3 separate regions of the Mus musculus genome follow, and all the other regions are linked to region 3. The links are chromatin contacts, called in public promoter capture Hi-C maps. All regions are on one chromosome and are shown on one strand. Each heading gives the region's core, a stretch centred on a gene start, on an enhancer-like site or on the middle of the called end of the contact. The rest is flanking DNA. Distances are from core to core; before and after follow the strand shown. Region 1 holds the start of Dph2 (DPH2 homolog). Region 2 holds the start of Rps8 (ribosomal protein S8). Region 3 holds the start of Stil (Scl/Tal1 interrupting locus).

What was found. Promoter capture Hi-C pulls out the DNA fragments that hold promoters and counts their contacts. Capture Hi-C pulls out chosen DNA fragments and counts their contacts.
Region 1: a promoter capture Hi-C map of liver shows a contact between it and region 3, with 2.9 times the contacts expected there. The contact joins the promoter of Dph2 here to the promoter of Stil in region 3. A contact is called at or near these places in 1 of 39 promoter capture datasets (pre-B cells) and 1 of 9 other capture datasets (liver).
Region 2: a promoter capture Hi-C map of erythroid cells shows a contact between it and region 3, with 5 times the contacts expected there. The contact joins the promoter of Rps8 here to the promoter of Stil in region 3. A contact is called at or near these places in 2 of 39 promoter capture datasets (erythroid cells and pre-B cells).

The regions. Positions count from the first base shown.
Region 1 is chr4:117,889,973-117,894,870 of GRCm38.p6, reverse strand. It overlaps Dph2 (DPH2 homolog), which reads left to right and starts at 2,868. Exons shown (of 6, transcript NM_026344.3): 1 at 2,868-3,161; 2 at 3,444-3,556; 3 at 3,753-3,976; 4 at 4,170-4,853. The coding sequence starts at 3,015. It overlaps Ipo13 (importin 13), which reads left to right. Exons shown (of 20, transcript NM_146152.3): 19 at 1-127; 20 at 214-378. The coding sequence ends at 310.
Region 2 is chr4:117,154,874-117,159,733 of GRCm38.p6, reverse strand. It overlaps Rps8 (ribosomal protein S8), which reads left to right and starts at 3,602. Exons shown (of 6, transcript NM_009098.2): 1 at 3,602-3,676; 2 at 4,057-4,163; 3 at 4,627-4,726. The coding sequence starts at 3,673. It overlaps Snord55 (small nucleolar RNA, C/D box 55), which reads left to right and starts at 3,886; the gene lies at 3,886-3,963. It overlaps LOC115490046 (a small nucleolar RNA gene), which reads left to right and starts at 4,445; the gene lies at 4,445-4,548. Kif2c (kinesin family member 2C) reads left to right here. Exons shown (of 20, transcript NM_134471.4): 20 at 1-100.
Region 3 is chr4:114,997,301-115,002,228 of GRCm38.p6, reverse strand. Stil (Scl/Tal1 interrupting locus) reads right to left here and starts at 2,111. Exons shown (of 17, transcript NM_009185.3): 1 at 1,882-2,111.

The sequences.
Region 1 (4,898 bases), core at 1,619-4,118, 2.9 Mb before region 3:
TCGCCCTGAACAAACACTGCTTCAGCCTCCTGAGCATGTGGATCAAGGAGGCTCTGCAGCCACCTGGTTTTCCATCTGCCCGTCTCAGCCCTGAGCAGAAGGACACCTTTAGCCAGCAGATACTTCGGTGAGCAGAGCTGGTGTGGGCCTGAGCTGGGGTGTGGATGTGATGGTGTTGGTAGACAAAGCTGATATGCTCTCCCTTCCCTACAGTGAGCGAGTAAACAAGAGACGGGTGAAGGAGATGGTGAAGGAATTTACACTGCTCTGCCGGGGGCTACATGGCACGGACTACACAGCTGACTACTGAGGGACATGTGTGTCCCGCCTCACCCCTTCTTACCCCTTCCTGTTCCCAAAGAGTAAACCTGGACTCTTACTGCTGCCTCTGCCTCCTTTCTCTGTCCTCCATCACCTACATGGACCCAAGCCTGACGGAAGAATGGAAAGATGCTCGGACCCAGGCCTTGGTTTAGAATAGTGGGGACATAGGGAGGGTGTGGTACCAAATGCCTTTAATCCTAGCCCTTGGGAGGCAAAGGCCAGCGGACCTGTGTAAGTTCAAGGTCAGCCTGGTCTATCTACACAGTGAGTTCCACGATATCCAGCGCTGAATAATGAGAACCTGTCTCAAAAAACAAAACAAAGAATGGAGGGGACACCTAGCTCTCAGGGAGGGTGTTACCATCCAAGCTGCCTAGCCTGGAACCAAATACTGCCTGTTCTTGCTCCCAGGGTGAGAGGCTACAGTACAGCAGCATCAGCAGCCCATATATACTCCTGTTAGATTCATGCATACATTTAATCAGCAACCTAATCTGAGTACTAGGTCCCTGGTTCTAAGCCAAACAAAGGCTGGCCCCATCGTAGCTAATGTACTCAGTAGAGAATGGGTTCAGAATGGCTGTGTGGAGAAAGTTGCATTTCTGTTGAGAATATGTGCCTTCAGGATCCACCTGGGGTATGGGAAGAAATGGTGTGGAGATTAGATTTCCAGGATGGATGTGTGGTATGGTATTTTATTTTTATTTATGTTCATTTATATTGAGTACATTTCAAGGGGTCAGAGAGCTGGGCTGCAGCCAGTGTACCACCTGCACCTTGATAAGGTGTTTTAGAACACCACTTGCACGTGGTCAGGAGGGCTGTAGAAAGTAAGGTGGAGTGAGAGGAACTGGAAGGCCTTTCATCCCTTAAAGGAGGAATAAGGGTTACCTAACGTTGCCTGTGTACCCCTAGCTCTCCCTCTTAGCACCTTTAAGGCAGATCAGATCAGTCCGTCAGGACCACGGACAGCGCACGGCAGCCGGACTTCTTCCTTTATTTTCTCAGCTGTAGTTCTGTCTGCCCTGCCCTTCTGGTTACCCATCAGTAAGATCAGAAGAACGGGCTGAGTTCGCCCCACTCCCATCCATGACATCTGAATCCACTTGCTGGATGGGGTAACTGCATCCCATCCTCTGATCTTCCCCAGCTTTTGTACTGATTCTGCCTTTCATTCTTTTCCATCCAGTGTCTTCCTCAGCCAGCTAGTAGCATCAGTGTCTTCCACTTCATTATTTATCCCGCTCCTCAGTCCCAATTAAAAAAAAATGTGTATGTGTGTATGGCTGAGTTTATATCTGCGCACCACCTGAGTGTAGTTGCCTGCAGGTATTAGAAAAGGGACAAAAAAAAAAAAAAAAAAAAAAAAAAAGCTGGGCGTAGTGGCGCACGCCTTTAATCCCAGCACTTGGGAGGCAGAGACAGGCGGATTTCTGAGTTTGAGGCCAGCCTGGTCTACAAAGTGACTTCCAGGATAGCCAGGGCTATACAGAGAAACCCTGTCTCGAAAAAAAAACAAAACAAAAAAAAAGGAAAGGGACCTCCTAGAACTGGAGTTGCACATAGTTATAAGCCACCATGTGGGTGGTGGTAACTGAACCCACTGCAAGCACAGCAAGTGCTCTTAGCCACTGAAACATTTCTCCAGCCCCGTTAGTCCCATTCCCACAGTCCTGATTTCTCAGCTCTCCTGGAGGATGCAGAGATGCGCCACATGTTTTCAGTCCTTTTTCCCTACGGCATCACGTGAAGAGAGTCTTCCTCTCCCATCCCTCCTTATGATAAGAAGTCGTGTGGGAGAATGTGGGATGTAGCTCAGCCAGAGAGTCGTTGCTTTCCATGCACGAGGCCCCAGGTTCAGTCCCAAGGAGGTGGGGCGAGAGAATAAATTCGGGCTCTAAAGCCCAGTTTCTAGAACCAGCAGACATGGTTTTGTTTTTCTTATCTATATGGGATAATTCTTGCTTCTAATGATGAACTGGTGAACTTAGCAAGGGTCAGTGTTTGGTTGACAGACCGTGAGGACAACAGGTTGTGGGACAATTCTCTAGCAGGCAAAGTAAAGGACATAGAGACATTTTACGATGTCTGGCAGTAAGTACCTGCTCACAAATATTCAAACCCAAGCTGTGGGCACTGAGTTGGAAATTATGCAGTACTGGGAGATCCAGCTCGGTCACACAGCAAGACCCTGTTTCAGATTCTGGGGGCTGTGAAGATGGCTTGGTGGATTAGGGAGCTTGCAGCCAACCCTGAAGAACTGAGCTGTATAAGGACCCTTGCTCTCACTGTATGTATATACGTGCACACGCGCGCGCGTTTAAATATGATCAGCAGATAGCGCCTGCTCACACTGAATTAGTGACTTAGAAATTAGAGGGCACCGGCAGGCTGGCCTTAGGGTATCCGGGAAGAAGCTTTAGCCAGTGGAACCACAACACCCACAAGGCTTTGCGGCACTTCCGATTGGTCCTGAGTGAGAGGCTAGTGATTGGTTCTCTGTGGGAAGTCCTTGAACCCGGAAGTAATCTCCGTAGGTCCATGTGTAGTGGAGAGCCGGGAATTTGGAAGCGTACGGTTTGGATCCTAGGACCCGAGGACAGGTTGGTCCGGATCCACAAACAGAGCTGCTGTGACCTCGAGGACTTTTGAGGGTGCAGCTGCATCTCACCCCACCCAAGCTGCGCCCAATGGAGTCTACGTTCAGCAGCCCTGCGGAGGCAGCCCTGCAACGGGAGGCGGGCGTTCCAGGACAGTTCACTCCTCCTGAAGACCTGGACCGCGTGTATGAGCTGGAGCGAGTTACGAAATTTGTCTGCGATTTAGGTTGTCAGCGGGTGAGGTCTGGTTCAGAGAAGGGGGCGCGAAAAGGGGGCGCGGGGCGCGGGCTCTCCTCTGGGTATGGGTTGCGGAGATTGGGACTTTGGGTCGGGATCCGCCCGTATCGCACGGATTACCCACAACTCTGTGGGGCTGGCTGCCTCCTTAGAAGTAGGGGCTTGGGATGTTTAGTGGGTTTTTTTGTTTGTTTGTTTGTTTTTTTGTTTGTTTTTTGTTTTTTTGCAGAGGCTGTTGGTGGAGGAGTGAGGTTGTCGCTGACTTGTGGCTTGTATTTACAGGTGACTTTGCAGTTCCCTGACCAGTTACTAGGAGATGCGGGAGCGGTGGCTGCCCGGCTGGAGGAAGTCACAGGAGCTAAGATGTTCATTTTAGGGGACACAGCTTATGGCAGGTATGGGGTTTCCCAGCCCACAGTGTCTGCCTCCAGTGACCGTGTTTGCACGATGAGAAGCTCCTGATGCCAGCTTCCCTCAGTCACAGTGAATTCCTAGCTTGGTGCCATTTTCTCCACTGGCCACATTTCCCATTGATGACAACTCTTCTCTCCAGGTAGGGAACACCTCTCACCAATGCTCTCTCCCCTGCAGCTGCTGTGTGGATGTGCTGGGCGCCGAGCAGGCTGGAGCTCAAGCCCTTGTGCACTTCGGTCCTGCCTGCTTAAGCCCCCCAGCCTCGCAGCTGCCCATCACCTTTGTCCTTGGTCAGCGACCCGTTGCTTTAGAGCTCTGTGCAAAGGCCTTTGAAGCCCAGAACCCAGATCCGACAGCCCCGGTGGTACTGCTGAGTGAGCCAGCTTGTGCCCATGCCCTAGGTGAGAAATTATACCTGTGAGGGAAAGAAGGGTGGGTCCACAGCTTCATGCCTTAATTCCTCCTATTTAAGCACACTTACCTAGAGCTCTTGGCCTCAGTTGGCCTGGCTTGTCCTTTAGGGTCACATTGAGGCATCTGGGGATGAGACATCTCTTACTTTGCCAGACTTCAACTCTGATGCACCTCTTTCAGAGCCTTTGGCCATGCTCCTGCTCCCAAAGTACCAAGATCTGCTCATCTCCCGCCCAGCTCTTCCCCTGCCAGTGGGATCCCCGAGCTCACAGCCTGAGTCCCTGGAGCGTTTTGGGCGCTGCTTCCCCCTGAATCCAGGGAGACGTCTGGAAGAATATGGTGCCTTCTATGTAGGGGCTTCTCAAGCAAGCTCGGACTCCAGCCTTGATCCCGACCTGAGCAGACTGCTCTTGGGTTGGACACCAGGGCGGCCCTTCTTTTCCTGTTGTCCAGATACAGGACAGACACAAGACCAGGGTGCCAAGGCTGGGAGACTAAGAGCACGAAGACTGTATCTCATAGAGAGGGCCAGAGATGCCCGTGTGGTTGGGCTGCTGGCAGGCACATTAGGTGTGGCTCGACACCGTGAGGCACTGGCACACTTGCGGAAACTGACGGAAGCTGCTGGAAAACGTAGCTATGTGTTAGCCGTGGGGAAGCCCACACCCGCCAAGCTTGCCAACTTCCCTGAGATGGACGTCTTTGTGCTGTTAGCCTGTCCCCTGGGGGCACTAGCCCCCCAGCCTTCGGGTGGCTTCTTTCGGCCTGTATTGACGCCATGTGAATTGGAGGCTGCCTGCAACCCTGCCTGGCCCCCGCCAGGCCTGGCTCCCCACCTCACACATTATGCAGAGCTGTTGCCTGGTGAGTGGCAAGGCCGCATCTGGGTTTGAAAGTTGGGGTTGGAGT
Region 2 (4,860 bases), core at 2,353-4,852, 2.2 Mb before region 3:
TTTTTTGTTTTTGTTTTGAAGCCTAAGAAAGTCACTAGTTCTTGCCTTTATGTATTTATATGCTGTACCTAACAATAAAGAAAGAAGAAAAAAAACAAAAGCAGATTCTGTGTGATTATCAGAAGACTATAGTGTGTCTTGAGCCTTCTGAGTCCAGGGACAGAGCGACCACCTTGGGCTCTGATTTTGTTTTTTTTTTCCTCAGACCCCAAGCCCACACCTGAGACCTCTCAGCAGGGTAGAGCTGTAGCCTTTGGCTTGTCTGCCGTAGATGTGCATTGAGCTCCAGGTTCTCTAGTGAGTGGGGCTGGAGTCATACTGCCTGCTGTTGTATAACCCTAGCTACAAAGCAGCAGTGATTTAACCTGGCAGGCAAGTGCTCTACAGCTGTCTCCCCAGCCCCTGAGAGGAGAAACCGAGGCACGAGACGCCCCTCCAAGCGGAATCGAGGCAGAGGACAGCGGGGACAATGTCCCACTAAGTCTCTAACCTCAAACTCTAGTCGTCCTGCCTTAGCTTCTGCAGTTAACTGGAACATAGCCTGTGACACCAGGCCTGGCTTAGACTGCTCAGGACATGTTGAAGAACCGGTAACCCTGACAAGAAAGCACTTGACTTCCTGAAGAGAAAGGCCTCTGAAGGGAACACTTACTATGGTTGTACACAGAAGCTCACTGGGTGGACTGAGGAAACAAGCTTAAAGAAGAAGTGTGTGGGCACTAGAGGGTTCCATGTCAGAATGAGTGCAGTGATTGGTACCCAGGTGTGTCTACAGGGTTTTAATGGTCACGTTGTGTAAAGATTGGGTAAAACAGTGAGTCAGCCCACGAGCCGAGGGGTGGAAGTCCTTGGCTTTGCCTCTCCTGTGAAGGGACGATTAAGGTTTACACCTAGGGCTTTCTGGGAAATAACAGACAGGCCCGGCCTAACCCTTCCTAAAATCCCCCATCTAGTTTCTTTGCGGTACGCAGAAGTTACTTCTTGCCACAGACCATTTCCATGGATGCTGGTTCTCCCAGCCATACCAATGACGTGGCTCTCATAAGGTGTGGGCCCTATGGTTTCTGAGCTGAAGACTTGAGGGGTCTTTGACTGCTGAGCAAGACCTGCTTCTGCATCACCCACCCATCTTGCTGAGCAAGACCTGCTTCTGCATGACACACCCATCTTGCAGAAGTTTGCTGGACAGCTGGCTATAGTAGCAATCCGTGATGTTCTACAAACCTGTCTCTCTTTTTTTTTTCTCTGATAATTTTTTTCTCTGATAATTCTTTTTTTTTTTTTTTTTTTTTTGAGACAGGGTTTCTCTGTGTAGCCCTGGCTGTCCTGGAACTCACTCTGTAGACCAGGCTGGCCTCGAACTCAGAAATCCACCTGCCTCTGCCTCCCGAGTGCTGGGATTAAAGGCATGCGCCACCATGCCCGGCTGATAATTCTTTTTTTTTTTTTATTTTTTATTAGGTATTTTCCTCGTTTACATTTTCAATGCTATCCCAAAAGTCCCCCATACCCACCCATACCCACCCTCCCACTCCCCTACCCACTCACTCCCCCTTTTTGGCCCTGGCATTCCCCTGTACTGGGGCATATAAAGTTTGCAAGTCCAATGGGCCTCTCTTTCCACTGATGGCCGACTAGGCCATCTTTTGATACATATGCAGCTAGAACCAAGAGCTCCGGGGTACTGGTTAGTTCATATTGTTGTTCCACCTATAGTACAAACCTGTCTCTTGTACATAACCTTCAGTCTCCTGAGCCAAGAGCTTGCAAATCCAGCTTAGGTACATTGGTGGTGGCTCTGACTTGCATGTGGCAGATTCTCTCTACCACTGAAGTGGCCCAGCTGCTGCTATGAGGGATACTATGGCAAATCCCAAGGTCAGGCCAATTCAGAAAACCTAGATGTGGTAGCTCGCCTATAATTCCACAAGTCAGAAAGGCTGACACAGGAGGATTACCAGGAGTTCAAGGCTAGGCTGGGCTACTGTGAGCATGTAAGACCCTCAAAAAAACAAAAACAAAGCTGGGTGGTAATGCAGCTTTAATCCCAGCACTTGGAAGGCAAATCACAAGCTTGTGCCTTCAGGCCTGGCTCAAGAACACTTTTAAATGATATTAAAATGATTAAATGATATTAAAACAAAATTAAAAATCTCTTCAAGCCAGGCGGTGGTGGTGCACGCCTTTAATCCAGCACTCGGGAGGCAGAGGCAGGTAGATTTCTGAGTTCGAGGCCAGCCTGGTCTACAAAGTGAGTTCCAGGACAGCCAGGGCTATTCAGAGAAACCCTGTCTCAAAAAAACAAAACAAAACAAACAAACAAACAAAAAACCCCAAAAAAACAAACACAACAAAAAAATCGCTTCAAAACTGTAAAATCGTGGGGGGGGGGGGGGCTGGCGAGATGGCTCAGTGGTTAAGAGGGCCGACTGCTCTTCCAAAGGTCCGGAGTTCAAATCCCAGCAACCACATGGTGGCTCACAAACATCCGTAACGAAATCTGATGCCCTCTTCTGGAGTGTCTCAAGACAGCTACAGTGTACTTACATATACTAAATAAATAAATCTTTAAAAAAAAAAAATCGGATACACGCAGTAAAAACCTCAGAATCAAAATTTAAAACATTTGAAGTTAAAGTTTAAAATTCAAAAAGAAATCGGTCAGGTGAGAGGTCCCTTTAAAAGTAGACGTTCACTGACATTCAAGGCGACGTTTAAGTTTAAGAAATAAAATGTACTGACTGAGCTCTCATCTTGTCTGACGCCGGAGCCCCACTGTCCTCTGCTTTGATTTCACTTGGAGGGGTGTCTAGTGCCTCAGTTTCTCCTCAGCCGGCCGCTTGTTCCTCCCACTGAGCAGTAGCTCATTCTTTAGCTCAGGCTAGCCCTCAACTGGTGATAATTCTCTGTCTCAGTGCTGGATTTCAGGTTTGACCCACTGGGCCAGACCAGATTGTCAGATACTTTGGAATTGGAATTTCAGGAACTGTGAGTCGACCTAAGCACTTGATGCTTTTGAAGAGACCCTGAGCACAGTTTGCAGTACCAATCTTTCCAGAACTAAAACTGTTTTTAATTTCCTTTTTGATTGCTAATTGCTGCCATGTAAGAGATACACATGAATTTTGTGTGTTCATATACAGGGTCAAGTCCCCCTGTGAACAGAGCGTTGGAGCTTCTACTACTTCACTTTTCCAATTAGGGCCCTTTACTCTTTTTTCTTTTTTGGTTTTACAAGTTTACAAGGGTTTCTCTGTATAGCCCTGGCTGTCCTAGAACTCACTTTGTAGACCAGGTTGGCCTCAAACTCAGAAATTCGCCTGCCTCTGTCTCCCGAGTGCTGGGATTAAAGGCGTGCGCCACCACGCCCGGTTTAAAAAAAAAAAAAAAAAAAAAAATTTAAAGGACAAAATGTAAGCACAACAGGCAGGCAAGTGTGCCCTATAGCTCAGCTTAAGGAGCCCGCCCTCCAGACCGCCCAAGGTCAAGGGATTTGAGGCGGGGTCCGCGTGAGTTCGCACGCCGCAGGACCCTCCCCTGTGCCAGCGTCCCAGGCTCGCCGCGGCCCCAGGTCCTTCCCGGCAACCGGAAGAGACGTAAAGAAGGCGGGGCTGAGTTTTAGAAACCGGACCGTGAAGCTTTGCGCTTCCTCTTTCCAGCCAGCGCCGAGCGATGGGTGAGTGTTGCTGCGGGCCGGGTCGGGCCGCGGGGGAGCGAGCTCCATCCGTCTCCATCCTGCCTCCCGACGCATGCTCGGCCCGACCATGGGCCACGGGCAGCCGTGGCAAGGGCCTGCGGTGGGCTAGGGCTGTGGAGATCGCTGCGGCCGCCTCCGGGGCTCCGGGCTGCGAGCGGGCCAACATGGCTGCCGCGGGCCGGGCCGCACGCGGATGATGACACCTGGGTATGCTGCACACTCCCGACTGCGTCGTGGGGAAGCCAACCTTGGAGAGCTGAGCGTGCGGGCAGCCCGCGCAGCGCGGGGCTCGGGAGCGGGCTGATTGGCCGGCGGCGAGGCCCGGTTGCTCAGGCTTGCGTCCTCGCTCCCACACACAGGCATCTCTCGGGACAACTGGCACAAGCGCCGCAAGACCGGGGGTAAGCGAAAACCCTACCACAAGAAGCGAAAGTATGAGCTGGGACGGCCCGCTGCCAACACGAAGGTGCGTGCGGGGGTCGGGGGGAGGACGACTGGGAGAGGCTGCCTTCCCCTGCGCTAGAGCGTGTTTGCTGGGGAACACGAGTGGCTGTGATCACCTTTGTAAGGCTCAGGTTTCTCGGTGCTGGCGACTGGACATGGAAGTGTGTCCACGTGCAGGGTCTGTGCACCCTAATCTCCAAGCTTAGGGTCTACTGGAGCCTAGGAGTGGGAGAGCTGCAAGCTTGGTGTGTTCCTTACTGGGGTTCTTCCTGTGTTAGGGGGGGTCTGGCTTTTTCTGGAGGTAACTAGGGTGATGAAAACGTATCCTTAGGCGTGGTTATGGCCGTCTTGGCCACCTGTACACCACTTGCCAATGCAAGGACTTGTCATAGTTACACTGACTGTTACCTCCGTCTGGTTCGGGTTCCTCTCCCAGTCCCCACTCGTTTTGATGACACATGTTCTGGCCTTCTTGTGTTCTCTAGATTGGCCCTCGCCGCATACACACAGTCCGAGTTCGAGGAGGCAATAAGAAGTACCGTGCCCTGAGATTGGATGTGGGGAACTTTTCCTGGGGCTCTGAGTGTAAGTAGGTGTTGAAGTATTTGAATTTGTTCTTGCTGAAAGATCCTGAGGTAGTTGGAGAATTCTTTGCCATATTCTGATCTCTTAACTCCTGCAATGAGAGGTGCTTTCTAGAGAATGTTAAAAAAAGATTT
Region 3 (4,928 bases), core at 862-3,361:
TGACTATATCCAAACCCAAAACAAGTCGGTTTGTGGGGACAGAGATCTTCCTGTTCATTGTCACAAGAGCCAGTCTGTTGATGCATATGTTCATTTTAGTTGTTTATAAAAATGTATCATGAAGTTTCCTGTTTGGGCTTTCTGGGGATCATGTGTTCCTCACCCCCCTTCAAGTGCTGGGATACAGGTGCACACTACCAAGCCCAGCCAGCACATATGTACTTTTTAAGTCTTAATTTTTTTTAATCTTCTACGCATTGTTTCGGTTTCAGAAAAAAAAATCTTGTCTGAGGTAGACAAAGAGGCTTAGTAGTTGCTGTCGCAAGGCTAATGATTCAGTTCTCAGAATTCGAGGTGGAAACAAAGAACAGACTCTGGAACGTTGTCCTTTGATCTCCACATGCACACAGTGGGACAGACTTCTGCTCTCACATGCACATATCACATACATAGCACAACAGCAATGCTAACAATAGATAACAATCTTAGGGCCTTACGTAAGATGGCTCAGAGGCTAAAAGTGCTTGCTGTCAAAACTAACAGCCTGAGTTTGATCGATTCCGAGGACCTACTGGCAGAAGGAGCCGACTCCTGAAAGTCATCCTCAGACCTCCACATGCACACTGCAGCATACATGTGCACATGCACACACATGAACACACAATAAATACATTTTAAACACTAATGAAAAATTTAAAAAATGAATCATCTGACTCAAGATAGAGGATTACTAACAAAGGTGTAAGTCATTTAGAAGAGACCTTTTCTATATAGTCTAAGGCTAAAAATATTGGGAGAGCAAAGTTCTACTGGATATAACCTTTAAGGATCAATTAAAACTTATCCCAGAGATATGAAACTTCTTGAAATACAGGCTTGTTTTTCTTGTTTGTTTGTTTGCTTGTTTTAAAAGAAGCCTTTCTTTAGCAGTTGACTGCCATGGTATCAGTAATCACACTGATAACTCTACCCCCACAAAGTATAAGTTTTCCTCACCAACAGGAATGACTTAAGTGCCTGTCTCTCCTTTCATGCATTAGGTCTTTCTCATCTGAAAGCCACCAAATGAGATTTGATAACTAGCTCATCTTGATAGTATTACTTATAAAGCTAATGGAGCCAAAGCTGTACAAACCTGTACCTAACAAAAATAGTCTGCTCAGGGAATGTCTTCATTGTGCAGCAAATGAGGACCATCAAGTCACCCTCACCTCTTCTCCCTCTTACCCATAGAAAGTTCTTTCTGGCCTCCCACCTTAGCTGTCCTCCTCAGCCCAGCCAGATTTACTGACAAGTCCCTCCAGTGCAGACACAAATGGGTTTATGTACAAGTTTTTCCCCTGACTAGAAAGTCAATAGCTTTTCTTCATATATAAAATAAAAACCCTTCATATTAAGGTCCTACCCAATTACTGCAACCATAACCCCGGTCACTCATCCTCCAGTCCTAACTCGACTATCAGCAGTCGATAGGACTACACAGGCTGTCCTCCCCTTCCTTTGGAATTTCCTACTAAATCCTATCATCCAACCCCCAACACGAATGTGCAATCTCTCAGGGTGACATCACTGTCTTTGTGTTCAGACACTGTACGTCCACGCCTCACTTTTGACATAGGTCTACTTCCTGTAGACCACGGACTATAAACACGTAATAGATTCCTTACACAGTCTGGGTCAGATAGAAAGAATGCAAAAAAGCAAGGATCAGGGTTTCAGTCTCCAAGAAATTTCTACAGTGAAGTCAATCTGAGGCACGTCACAATGTAAACTTCTTTCCCATTTTTTAGCAGTGAGGTCCGCCTTCTTTCTCCCCTGGCGGCCCTGTGGTCATCGGTTCCACCGCGCTAACTCCGACCTTACAGGCCGCTTGTTACTCACCGTGCTTCCCGGGCCCGTAGGGCGCCTCGGGGAATCAGGAGCTCAAAGATCCACCGTCGCTGTTGTCACGGCCGCCGCCAAGCTAGGGTTTGGTTGTTGGGCCCGTTTGTTGGGCACGCAGAGTCAGGATCCAGGTAGCGTCTCAGATGACTGCGGCCCCGCCTCTGGGACGTTGGGGTCGCGGGAACCGAGGCGGCAAGCGCTCGCTGGAGGGAACCAAAGGGCGCGCCGCGCCTGCTGATTGGCCAGAAGCCCGGCCAGTCCCGCTGCAGGGGCGGTACCACGGTCGTCACGCAACGTCTCAACTGCAGACTGCTGTGACGACCAATCGGAGCCCAGCCTGGGATTAGCGCTCGCCCTATCCCAAGGTTCTTTAAAGAACCGAGGGCGCCATCGCAGCTCTGTGTCACTACTCAGAGGATTTAAACCTTCATTTGGTCAACGGTTAAGTTCCGGTTTGGCTGGCATTGGCCAAACGCATGCGCAGTTAAAAAAAGAAATCCCGGCTGGTTTGCTGGAAGTGCTTCCTGCACAGATTGTGGTCTGACTGCTGGGATCCACTTAGCCAAGCTTGGTTCTCCCCTGTAATTCCTGCGCTCTTCCGAGGCAGGTGCTGAGACAGGAGGCTCGCCACGAGTTAGAGACAAGCTGGAATTATTTAGAGACCCTGTCTCAAAAGACTAGAGTCGAGTGTGGTGGTGCGCCGCCTTAGTCCCAGCTTTGAAGAGGTGGGTGGAGGCAGAGAGGTCTTCTAAGCTACGAAGCAAATCAAAGACCAACTTGGTCTGCATGAGACCCTGTCTCAGGAGAAAAAAAGTTTTCAAGCCCTTAGATGATCAGAGATAGAGGAGGTTAAATTTGCTTTAAGTTGTTTCTAAAATATGATCGATCTTACCAATTTTGGGAAATTCCTTCTCGTTGAACAGAAAATACTGGTGGCTATTTATACTTATTTCCAGTGCTGATATTGGGGACAGTTGTGGTGTGTGATTTATGTGTGCGTGCTGCCAGAGGTCCATGTTGGAGATCTTTGAGATGATCAGGCATTCGTTGTAATTAAAACAAAACAAGAAAAGACTTAAATTAAAAAGGAAGCACGTCTATAGTGTTAGGGGAAGGTAGCAAACGTGTTCTTAGGATTAGTTCATGTTACATTAAACTTTGTGTATTTTTTAAAAGGCAGGTAAAAATCTAAATACATAAAAGACTTTAAATTAATAATGTATCAATGTTGGGTTAATAGAAACAAATGTACATACTTATATAAGATGTTAAAAAAAAAAAGAGGAAAGTGCGTGGGAGGTGTGCTTCATTTATTTTCTGTATATCTGAGACTGTTCTGGGAGGCTAGTATGCAGCTAAGTAGTAGTGTAGGACCCCAGCATGTGCAGGGTCCTGGGTTGAGTGACTAGCACCACACACTAAGTAAATACTTTTAACAGGTAAAATCTGGGGCTGTAGAGATAGCTCAGTGGTTAAGAGCACTTGCTGATCTTGCAGATCATCTTGGTTGCCGGCATCCTGGTTAGATAGATCACAGTTGTCTTCTGGCCTCCTTGGGCACACCCATCCCTGGCTGCCACACATGCATAGCCCATAAATAAATCTTAAAAGGTTATGAAACCCAGTGCTTGTGGTAGTGCACACCGTTAATCCCACCACTGTGAGTTCAAGGCCACCGTGGTCTACAGAGCTAGTTCCAGGACAGCCAAGGCTGTCTTGGAGATCCCTGTCTTAGAAAAAAAAAAAAAAATCAGGAAAAACAAGAGGAAACATCGGAGAAGCTGAAGCATCATGAGAACTCAAGTGTCAGCAAATGGTGAATTAAACATTTTATTGGCACTGGACTTCTAAGCAGGATGTATATGTAATGTTATGCATAAATACTTGTGTGTTTTGAGACAGGGTCTCATACAGTCCATGTTGATCTTGAACTATGGAAGTAAGGATGACCCAGATCTTTCTACCTATGCCCTTCAAGTGTTGGGATTATAGGGGTGGGCCCCACACCTGGTTTATGCCATTCTGAGGCTTGAACCCATAACTATTGTGCATGTTGTATAAGAATCCTGCTAGCCAAAAAACAAAACAAAAAAAAACTACTAAAAAAAAAAAAAAACTGGGTGTGGTGGCGCACACCTTTAATCCCAGCACTCGGGAGGCAGATTTCTGAGTTCGAGGCCAGGCTGGTCTATAGAGTGACTTCCAGGACATCCAGGGCTATACAGAGAAACTCTGTCTTGAAAAAAACCAAAAAAAAAAAAAAAAAAAAAAAAAATCTTGCTAGCTAAGCTACATCCCCTGCTCTGGTGCATAATTACTTTATATCAAAATGGAAAATGGTTGCCCTTGGCAAACAAGATGACTGCCCTGAAGACAACCCGGGTGTTCTTTTTAGTTAGTTTTCTTTGCAGTATTGTGATTGGCATGTTAAGGAAGTAAGTGCTCTGAGCTACATCCTCTGCCCCCAAACTCCTCCTTTTTTTTTTTTTAAAGAAGTATTTATTTTATGTATACATGTACACTGTAGCTGTCTTCGGACACACCAGAAGAGGGCATAGGGTTCCATTTCAGATGGTTGTGAGCCATCATGTGGTTGCTGGTAATTGAATTCAGGACCTCTCCAAGAGCATTCTTAACTGCTGAGCCATCTCTCCAGCCCATTTTTTCTTCAGAGTCAAGGTCTTAGTAAAGTCCTTAGGTTGGCCAGGAACTTGCAGTCTCCTGAGTACAGAGGCTCCTTAGTAGAGAGGCTCCCAGGCTCCTGAGTAGAGTGGGTTACAGGATATTCCATCATGCCCAAATGGCCCACCTGTAGATTCTTTACTGCCACTGCACAACACTTCACAGTTTTTCTCCAGCACGACTGCACCCGAGAACCTTCACTATTTCTGGGGGATACCATTTAAGATGAGCCTCAGAGAACACCAGAGGACCTGGCTCACCTAGGTCATATGGATAGGCATTTCTCCTATGGCTCAGCAGAAAGCTTATTTTGGTGCAAAACGAGGCCTGTGACTGATGGGACTAGAAATACTGCTGTGACT